Linked DNA regions of Rattus norvegicus: regions 2 and 3 are each linked to region 1. Evidence: chromatin contacts called from public Hi-C data. All regions are on one chromosome and are shown on one strand. Each heading gives the region's core, a stretch centred on a gene start, on an enhancer-like site or on the middle of the called end of the contact. The rest is flanking DNA. Distances are from core to core; before and after follow the strand shown.

The links. A called contact is a pair of places that touch in the nucleus more often than the background predicts.
Region 2: a Hi-C map of liver shows a contact between it and region 1, with 6 times the contacts expected there. The contact joins the enhancer-like site here to the promoter of Pex26 in region 1. A contact is called at or near these places in 10 of 12 Hi-C or Micro-C datasets (the A7r5 cell line, the Rat2 cell line, Schwann cells and 6 more).
Region 3: a contact with region 1 is called in a Hi-C map of liver, with 2.9 times the contacts expected there. The contact joins the promoter of Bcl2l13 here to the promoter of Pex26 in region 1.

What each region holds. Positions count from the first base shown.
Region 1 is chr4:156,085,313-156,088,663 of GRCr8, forward strand. It overlaps Pex26 (peroxisomal biogenesis factor 26), which reads left to right and starts at 1,681. Exons shown (of 5, transcript NM_001106618.2): 1 at 1,681-2,214. The coding sequence starts at 1,997.
Region 2 is chr4:155,793,542-155,796,938 of GRCr8, forward strand. Bid (BH3 interacting domain death agonist) reads right to left here. Exons shown (of 6, transcript NM_022684.2): 2 at 1,289-1,353; 3 at 1-174. The coding sequence starts at 1,300. Among named protein-coding and RNA genes, the nearest start is that of Bid, 13 kb to the right of the region's middle. Within about 2 kb of position 1,435, at least 15 of the 93 cell types and tissues checked have an H3K27ac peak or open chromatin away from gene starts, as enhancers often do. A contact at or near this core is called in liver, where this site is marked.
Region 3 is chr4:155,726,486-155,729,780 of GRCr8, forward strand. It overlaps Bcl2l13 (Bcl2-like 13), which reads left to right and starts at 1,812. Exons shown (of 7, transcript NM_001398849.1): 1 at 1,812-1,961.

The DNA of each region.
Region 1 (3,351 bases), core at 431-2,930:
TTAAACAAGTTACATCCTGGTTCTTTCACCTTACACGGTCACAGAACCAGGCTTTAACAGACTTGACATTTCTGTCTCAGCTGTGTGACGACCTTCTGCAGGCATTTAAAGGCTGCTGTGTCAGTGTTAGCAGTGAAAGAACAGCAATGTATGAATGAGCTGAGGCGGTCTTGGCCTAGCGCCTAGCTGTCTTACCCAGTCACTAAGGGAGCAAGGGATTCTACAAAAGCTTGGGAGAGAGTTCAGAAGACAGAGAACCACTAAGGCTGAGTATAAATGTGGAGGAGTGGGGTTGGGGATTTAGCTCAGTGGTAGAGCACTTGCCTAGCAAGCACAAGGCCCTGGGTTCAGTCCCCAGCTCCGAAAAAAAAAAAAAAAAAAAAAAAAAGAAAAAAGAAAAAAGAAAAAAAATGTGGGAGAGTTAGGAAATCCTGTCAGAAGAGCCCAGATACTGGTGATTTATGAGTCTGTGTAAAATGATTTAATAGGAAGCCAGGCAGGATAGTGCACTCCTTTAATCCCAGTACTAGGGAGGAAGAGGCAGACTGATCCTTGAGTTCGAGACCAGCCTGGTTTACAGAGTGAGTTCCTGGAAAGCCAAGGCTATACAGAGAAATGCCATCTCAACGAACAATATAAATACAACACATGAAAATATACATATATATTTATTTTTACATATCACATACATAAAACATCAGTTCTTACATTGGTCCAGTACTGTATTGAAGAATTGCATGACAACACGCGTGCATGGCTTTATTTTTATGACATCCTTATTTACACATACAACACAGGATCCAGGAGTTTGTGTAACTCACTTGTGTGTTGCTGGTTCATCTGCTGAATACAAATAACAGATCAGTTTTTTTTTTTTTAAAAGACTTTATTTTTTTTTTTTTTAAATTTATTTATTATATATACTATAGCTGTCTTCAGATACACCAGAAGAGGGCATCAGATCTCCTTACAGATGGTTGTGAGCCACCATGTGGTTGCTGGGAATTGAACTCATGACCTCTGGAAGAGCAGTCGGGTGCTCTTAACCGCTGAGCCATCTCTCCAGCCCCCATAACAGATCAGTTTTACCTGACACTCCATTCCGCCCTGACACTCCTTTCAGCCAAAAAAAAAAAAAAAAAAGTGCTTTCTTTGGTTTAACAATGTTTTCGTGACTTATTTGTTGTGTGACCTATCTCATCTGTAAATAGAATAATAGTTGTCCTTAACTCATAGAGATGAATAAATGAGACAGAAAGCGTTTTTGCACTCTGCCACACTTTATAGCATCATCGAACCCAGGAAAAGGAAATAGCCAGCTCCAGAGTTTTCCTTTTCTTTTTCTTCTTTTCCTGAGGTTACGAATAAAGGTGCAGGCAGCTCCACCTCCTTACTGAAATTTCCTCCGTCCGTCCTCTTCCGGTTAGCGAGGAATGGATCTTATTTCACAGGACAAAGGCATTTCACTAATGTTTCAGCTTCCCCATCTTTCCCACCGCGAAGCTGGTGATCTGGTGAGTTATTTCTGGAAGATGACAGTCTCTGGGAGCCAGAGGTTCCCCGAAGCTTCACAGGCCCAAGAAGCCAGGACTACAATTCCCAGAATCCTGAGCTCCAGGGCGCGCGCGTGCGCCGTAGTGGCGAAGGGAGTGGGGCGGAGTTGTCTATGGCCGTGAGTTCCCTGTGCACGTCTCTGTTGTCCCCCTCTCTACTCTGGGTGCTTCGGTGCTTCTAGCACAGGTCTATGGGTAGGAGGAACTAGTGCTGGGCCTTCCTTCGACAGCTTCTTAAGTTTTGAACAGGCCAGTCCCTCAAAGGTTAGGCTGTGCCTGGGTCCAGCGCCTTCATGTTCCTTCCCTAGAAAAAGATCTGGAGAGGCGTGGAGAGGAAGAGTGAGAGGCTTACGGGTCATTTACCAGGCCTACTCCGGATTTCCAGGAAGCTCCGAAGCTGTCCTCCTGACGTGTGAAGAAACCTGGTCGAAGCCAGGCTGGCTATGAAGAGCGAAGCTTCGACTTCTGCAGCCCCTTTGAAAGGGCTCGTGGGCCCTCTGCGGAGCAGCGAGCCCGCGCTCGCCCTCCCGGCTGTGTCACCCGCGGTGCACCTGCTGGAAGAGGCGGCCGACCTGTTGGTGGTGCACCTGGACTTCCACGCCGCACTAGAGACTTGCGAACGAGCCTGGCAGAGCCTGGCGGAGGAGCCCGCGAGTGGCACGTACGTGCTGGGCTGTGTTCCTTTTTGGGGAGGAGCTCGGTCTCAGAATTTCTGGCATTGCGAGATTGCGCCAAACACCTTGCCCTCCCTAGGGGATCCTCTCTGAGAGAGCCTGGTTGCTCATCCTGCACCCACAATACTGCACACTGAAGTCAAATCATGCAACAGTTTGGAGGGGCGCCACAGCCAATTCTTTACAGTGCAGGAGGACAGGGTGGACGTGTGTTAAGTGTTCAGTCGTGAGGAAGTTAAGTAAGCAGGTAGCAGCCTCCTTTAGGAACCCTCCTATAGGGTTGGGGATTTAGCTCAGTGGTAGAGCGCTTGCCTAGGAAGCGCAAGGCCCTGGGTTCGGTCCCCAGCTCCGGGGAAAAAAAAAAAAAAAAAAAAAAAAAAAAAGGAACCCTCCTATTGGGGTTGGGGATTTAGCTCAGTGGTAGAGCGCTTGCCTAGGAAGCGCAAGGCCCTGGGTTTGGTCCCCAGCTCCGAAAAAAAAAAAAGAAAAAAAAAAGAGGAACCCTCCTATTTATTCCTGGCCTTGGCAGATCATGGAAAATGGGTGTGTGGGGTGGGGGTGGGGGTACACTGTTCTGGTATTGTTGAAGGACTGGGTGAATTGCCTTTAGGAAACCCTTTCTTTAGATTGCTCTTTCTAATGCATTGGCCTCCTCTGGCAGCTGGGGGCACCATTTCTCTGTGGAGTATAAACCTTCACGGTGAGGAGGGAGTAGGCACAGTAGTCAGAGTTGACAGCAGAGAAACAAAAACTGGAGAGACTTGACTGTGCTTTTAGGGAGTATAAAGGGTGCACATTGAATGTTGAGGGCTTTGCTTTGTGGCCCTTGGATATAGTTTTTTTTTTTTTTAAAGATTTATTTTATTTATTTCATGTATGTGAGTACACTGTCACTGTCCTCAGACACACCAGAAGAGGGCATCAGATCCATTACAGATGGTTGTGAGCCACCATGTGGTTGCTAGGAAATTGAACTCAGGACCTCTGGAAGAGCAGTCAGTGCTCTTAACCACTGAGCCATCTCTCCAGCCCTTAGATATAGTTTTACTTTTTATTTATTTTTATTTTTCCTTTTCATTTTGAGACAGGATTTCTATGTGTAGCCCTGTCCTGCAACTCACTGT
Region 2 (3,397 bases), core at 185-2,684, 290 kb before region 1:
GCTGCCATCTGTCTGCAGCTCGTCTTCACGGTCCCCCTCCAGGTAAACCTGCACGGGCAGCTCCTGCCCCAGTACCTCCAGCTCTTGGTGGAAATCACGGTCATTGTTTCGGAGAAAGCCGAACACCAGCAGGTTTGTGATGTGCTCAGCCCCCAGGCCTGAGCCATTGCTGACCTAAGGTGAAAAGGGAGTCGGTCAGGAAGGCTCACAGGAGCCTGGGTCAGGGCACAGTTGGACCCGAGCCCCACTGGCCTGTGAGAACCAATAACTCCGAGAATCCGAAAGCCTTAGTCAGAGGCCTATGGGCAGAGAAATAGTCTGTGGCATGCTGTCCAGCAGAAGACACCGTGGGTCATCTGGCCACCTTCTAGAGAACCCTCCTGAAGACACCCACAGGGGAGGCTGCTTTGAGGGAAAGGTCCCAGGGACACTGCCTCCGGGGCACCAGGCAAATGCCATCACTTCAGTCGCATCCATGTTTATGTACAGGACTGAGCCTGATTGCACGGGTGCTCGATAAACTCTAAGGCGGAGGCAGCAGGAATGGTCTCGTTCACCGGCCTCTCTGCTAGATCTATGGTGTGACCAAAAGCAGCCCTGGGGGTTGCATAGCAACACCTGCACCATGAGGCCTGCAGGACAACAAAACTTAGAAATGAAACCTGCTTCACTTAATGTCCCTCAACTGTGCACTCAATAGTTATAATAATACTAACTATATTATTTTACCATTAAAAAAAAAAACCCTCAGAAAGTCAGAGACACCTACAATAAGATAACAAGCTCTGACGTGGGGCGGGCATGTCAAATGCCGAGATGGAAGAGAAAATGTCAGCATTACGCTGTGGTCTCAGCCAGATACCACCTAACTTCTGTGTCCCAGCTTTCCTCCCCCGAAGGCAAGGCTACTGGGGAGGAGGGGCACAGGAGCGACCCACTCTCTAGGGGCCCTACAGGGCAGCAGGAGACGTCAGCAGGCTAGAGAGCACTATTGCCAGCACCCAGCTCAGCCCCTGACTGGGGCAGCCTTCCAGATCTTTTCTGTCCAGCCTCTGTGCTGCGACACGTGGCAGACATGTGTTCTATGTCCGCCAGGCTGACGGTCACGCCATTCCATTTTTCTGGAAGGATGTCCCCATTCTGTACCACGTCCCTATCAGATGCCAATGGAGTGAATTCTGTTGGATATCTGAGGCGCATCTTGGCGGACCGGCCAAGCGAGGGGTCGGGTTGCGTCGTTAACAGGGACACCCAGGAAGAACAAGATGAGAAGACGCCAGAGTCTAACCTCAGAGTCCATGACGCAGGCGTGTAGCTCCAACCACCGCTGGCTCACAGAGTCCAGGGAACCACCTGCAAGAGGATAGACACACAGTGTGGGTGGCTGCTCCCGGAAGCGATGCCTCTGTGGGGCCCCATGGGGACACAGGACGCTGTCACATCTGCAGCTGAGCCACACCCACCCACCAGCACTGGCTCTCCGCAGAGCAGAGAGCGGCAGCCCAGTGAGTCAGCTCTGCAGTCTTCCTCCTTGAAGCCTCAGCGGGCACTGAACTGGGCATCCCTGGGCCACTTCTGCAGAACTCAGCTTTGCTTCCAGTAAACCTGACCAAGCTTCTACTCACACCAGGATCACAGGTCTCCCAAACCACCAACCACTTCCTCTTTCTACCCGCAGGACGAGGCGGAGCACACAGTATGTATTCCAACTTAATGGGAAGAAGATATAATCATTTTGAGCCGGCAAGACAGCCTGGCTGGTAAAATGTGCCTGTCATTCAAGTCTTCCGCTCTACCACGACTGACTGGACCAAAGTCATTTATTTAAGAACTGCACTGAAGATGCCCAGGGCGGCTTTGTCCAGTGCAGAGAGAGGCTCTTACATCTAGGTGCTCTGATGGGCTTTGAACTTTTGCACTTTGATCCCTTCGTTAACAAGTGAAGATTCGAATCTTTGTAAAGGCCCTGACCCTGGAGGCAGAGCCCCCTGACACCATAGAGAACGTGAAAGCCAAGACCCAGGATTAGGAGGGCACCTCCTGCCCAACTGGCAGAGGCTCGTCTTTGCAGACAAGCGGCTGAAAGACCACTGTGCTCTCTTTGATCCAGAAAGACTCAGGCCTGCACCTGGTCTTCCACTGAGTTTCCGGTAGGCACTAATGGTATTACTCTACACTAAAACCATCTGTGCATTTAAATTTAGAAATTTTAAGTTTCAGTGCAGCCAGGCTTGGCGGTGCACACCTTTAATTCCAGTACCCGGAGGCAGAAGCAGGCGGATCCTTGAGTTTTCGGCTAGCCTGGGCTGCAAACCAAGTCCCAAGACAGCCAGGACTAGGCAGAGAAACCCTGTCTTGAAACCTGCCCCCTTAGCCCCAACAGAGTTTCAGTAATAGCTGAACCTCTGTTTAAAATGTTAATAAAGGTTTTGTCGCATGGTTAAAAAAAAAGTATATCCATTCACCGTATATACTGTTACTGAGAATGCAAATTAGTATGCCTGCTTTTGAAAATAGTGTGGAGGGCCCTCAAAAAGCTAAAACCAGAAGCAGGCAAGAGAGCGGGTGAATGTGCCTGCCAGCAAGCCGGCTGTCCTGAGGTCCACCCCGGAACAATGTGAAAGGTCAAAGGGGAACCGACGCCAGGCCCCTCTGACCTCCATACCCATGGCCTGACTCCCTCCTATACACACAGTGATGAGTAAAAAACACCGGGGCTGGGGATTTAGCTCAGTGGTAGAGCGCTTACCTAGGAAGCGCAAGGCCCTGGGTTCGGTCCCCAGCTCCGAAAAAAAGAACCAAAAAAATAAATAAATAAATAAATAAAATAAAATAAAATAAAATAAAAACACCGCCTTGCTTGGCATTTCTCATTACACCCAGAATTATTAGACACGGGTGTGAGGGCACTGTGCAATCACCTCATGGTGGTCCTAGCTGTCAATCACTGTCATGGCTGCCAATCTCGGCCACAGCAGAGGCCACTTCTTCCAGAAGCCACCAGGTGGCGTCTTGGGAAGGGAGAGCTGTTTCTGGCCAGAGGGATGTGGGTCAGACCTACTCAGACTCCACCTCACCCTCCTAGGGTTTCTCTTATACCACAGAAGCCAAATGCCTGAAGTAGCTGAAAACTCTGAATTTCACGGACATAGTCATAATCTCCTCTAAGCACCCAGTCATTCACTCATCATTGTCCAAGGTGCCAGGGGCTACACAGCAGCCCCGAGAATGCCACCAAGACGAGATCTAGAGAAGAAGAAGCCTCCCAGGCTTAGGGTTGATGAATGTCAAGAAGTAACCAGGAGAAGTTGTTTCCCATCTTTTTAAACAAACATATGCTAAATATTTAACCCATTACCTAGTAAGAAAAGCAAGGCACCATGCTAAAACCGCTCAA
Region 3 (3,295 bases), core at 562-3,061, 360 kb before region 1:
CCCCACAGGGTGCACAGTCGTACATGTAGTAAGCAAAACACCTATAGGAAATTAAATAAAATAAAAAAAATAGAAATGTTCAAAAGGGTTAGGATCATAGTTCTGTTTGTAGATTGTGTGCCCCTGAGTTCTATCCCCAGCAACACATATGCATGCTAGCCTATACCTGAGACCTCAGCACTCAGGAGGGCAGAGGCAGGATGAGAGATTCAAGGACATTGGAGGGTACAGAGCAAGTTTGAGGTCAGCATGGAACACAGCCCCCCCCCCCCCCCGAAAAAAAAAAAAACAAGAGCATATAATTAAATGGAATTCGGGATATTTGTAATTGTGCCGCCATCATCACTGTGAATTTTAAACATTTTAACCCCCTCCTCCAAACATAGCCACTAGAAGTCACGTTCCATCCGTTTGTACTGGTTGTTTTGCTTTGAAATGTGTGTGTATGGGAGGTGGGGTTGGGCAATGTGGTCAGAGAAATCTACTTGCTAGAGCTGGTTTTTGTCTTCCACTACGTGTGCTCCAGAGATCCTACTCAGATCATTTAGGCTTACAGCAAGCACTTTTGCAACCTGAGCCATTTCCATGGCCCCAGTCAGTTTTGTAATCAATCTTTTATTTTTTTTAAAGATTTATTTATTTACTATATATGAGCACACCATAGTTGTCTTCAGACACACCAGAAAAGGGCATCAGATCTCATTACAGATGGTTGTGAGCCACCATGTGGTTGCTGGGATTTGAACTCGGGACCTCTGGAAAAGCAGTCAGGGCTCTCAACGGCCAGTTCTGTAATCAATCTTTTATTTCTTTTTAAAGATAGGATTACACTGTGTAGCCTTGACTGCCTGAAAATAACTTTGGAGACCAGGCCAGACTCCAATTTATGGTAATCCTCCTGCCTCAGCCTTCTGAGTGTTGGGATTACAGGCCTGTATAAGCAGCTGGACACATTCATCATTTCTGATCTTACTGGTCTCCTAGCTCCTAATCTTCGGTGCTGTCTGAGTTACTGTGTTACTTCATCTCAAGAACACAGGCTGGAACACAAACTGCCTAGTGCAGGGCGCATATCTTGCCTAGGTATCTTGCCTTTTTATGCGATCATCATCTAAAAACTTCTTGCTGGACAACGAAATTTATCATGTTTTAAGTAAATCTATTCTTTTCTTTCTGGTTGTGAAAGCATTCAGTTTATCTTGGACCACAGGTTGGCCATGCTTTCGTGGAGTAAAGAAACAAAACATAAGCACAAATAATCCAGGTAGCTTGCCAGGCAGTGTGAGTAAGAAATGGATTACTACTAAAAGATTTCCTTCATCACCACGGTGCCCGAGTTGTCTCTACTTAAGTCATTCCACCCTGACTTTAAGTTGCTTTTCTTTCAGGACAATCTCCTGGTATGTGGCTATGAACCCAAAGTCGGCAGCACTGGGAAGTGAAGACTTGACTGTCAACCCGAGAGCTTTAGCTCTTCAGGAATGAATGCACAAGTCTACAGAACTGAGCCTCTAAGATGCCACCTGCTTCTTGTCCCACACAGGGGTGAGCAGGCGGGCAGTGTCTTCCTTATCTTCCTTCGCCCTACCAAGCACCAGAAATGACTTGGTGAGGATACTTATGAAGTCCAGGAATCCAGGAATGAGCCGCTCTTGGAAAGAGAGGCAAAGGGCAACTTCGTTTACAGGTCACGCTTGCGCAAACTGACCAGCAAGCATCAGTGACCCTGCTTTTGTTTTCCAGTTGACAGAGCCAACGGCTTCCGGCTTGGCTCCACGGCCGGCCCCGCCCCCACGCCGCCCGTGACGGAAGCGCGTCAGGGTGACCTCACCGTCCAACATGGCGGCGGCGGTAGATTAGGTCTGCGGGTCGAACCAGCCACCGCTGCTCCTGTACCCTGTGGGAAGCACCTGCTGCCACCGCCGTCTCCTTCGTCCCTTCTACTGCAGGGCCGGAGCCAGGTGAGGAGAGTGGGACTCCCGGGAGGCCCTGGTGGGTGGCGGAGCGGTTTCCTCCCACTGAGGAAGGGGTCTTAGAGACCACCGAGCTGACCACCGTGTTGCCCAGCGCGCGGGAGAGATCAGGAGGGGAGGGAAGGAGGCTCATGCGGCTCCGCCGAGGCTTCTTGGAATTTCTGGGGAGCTATTTGGGACTAATCCGACCTATCCAGTGTGCCCCGACTCCGGGCGGCTTTTGAACGGGCTGTGTGGCTGCCTGAGGCACTGAAACTCCTCACCCTTGCTCTACATTGTGTTCTTCACACAGATCTCGGTGTTGAGAACCAGGGTCTGGTTTGGGGGTTTGGGGGTGGGTAGACTAGGAAGCGTGAATTCTTGCTTAGAGGAGGGAAGCATGTGCCATTCACTGAGAACGTTTATAGATTAGCTCTGGTCGTGGTGTCTTGTCACAGTGTTAAGGCTTGTTTCTCGGTCTTAGCACTGCCGTTTTGACACCCATTCCCATTCCCACTCCACCCCCAACCCCAAGACAAAACAAAACTAGGTCTTCTTACCCCATGAAGGCAATACCTTTCACAGTAATTCGTTTTGTTTTGTTTTGTTTTCTTTTTAAAAACCCTCCTCACATTCCCACGGGATCCCACATTTCTTGCCTTCATTATAGTACTGTGAAGAAGGAAGCCCAGGCTTTCAAAGTTGGGGATTTTACTTAGGGATAAAAATTGAAGGGATCTGCCCAGAAGTTCACATGCTTTCGACTGATATCTCTGTTAAGCAATTCACCATTCCCATGCACAAGTGTTTATCTAAAAGATCTGTTTTACTTTCTGTGTTTAGAAGTTTTGAACCATGCTGACAGGCCCCTCTTTTTCTGATATTAAAAAAAAAGTTTTTGCAAAATTTCCAATATTCCCCTTGGAGGCTTGGTATAAACCAGACTGTTGATGCTCTCTGCCCTAACTTGTGTGACCTTAAATGAATTGCCACACCCTTGAAATACCTTTCTTCCATTTTGTTTTAACACATAAAAAGTTGGGCAAGTGTGTGGGTTGTGAACCACTTATATTTCATACACACAGCTGGATAAATGTATCCTGGATGTTTATAGCAGTGAATTGAAAATATTTAAACTGTTTTTCTACAAAGTCCCTTGGCTCTGGATGATCAGGGTTCTAGTCTAACTATTCTAAATATTTTTTTTCAGACAGCTCATAGTCCTTAAAATAACATTTATTTTGGTTTGTTGTTTTTTTTTTTTTGATCTCCTGTACCCTAAATTGGCCTTGAACTCAGATCCTACTTTTTCTACCTCCCCTTTATAGAGATCCAGGAGTACC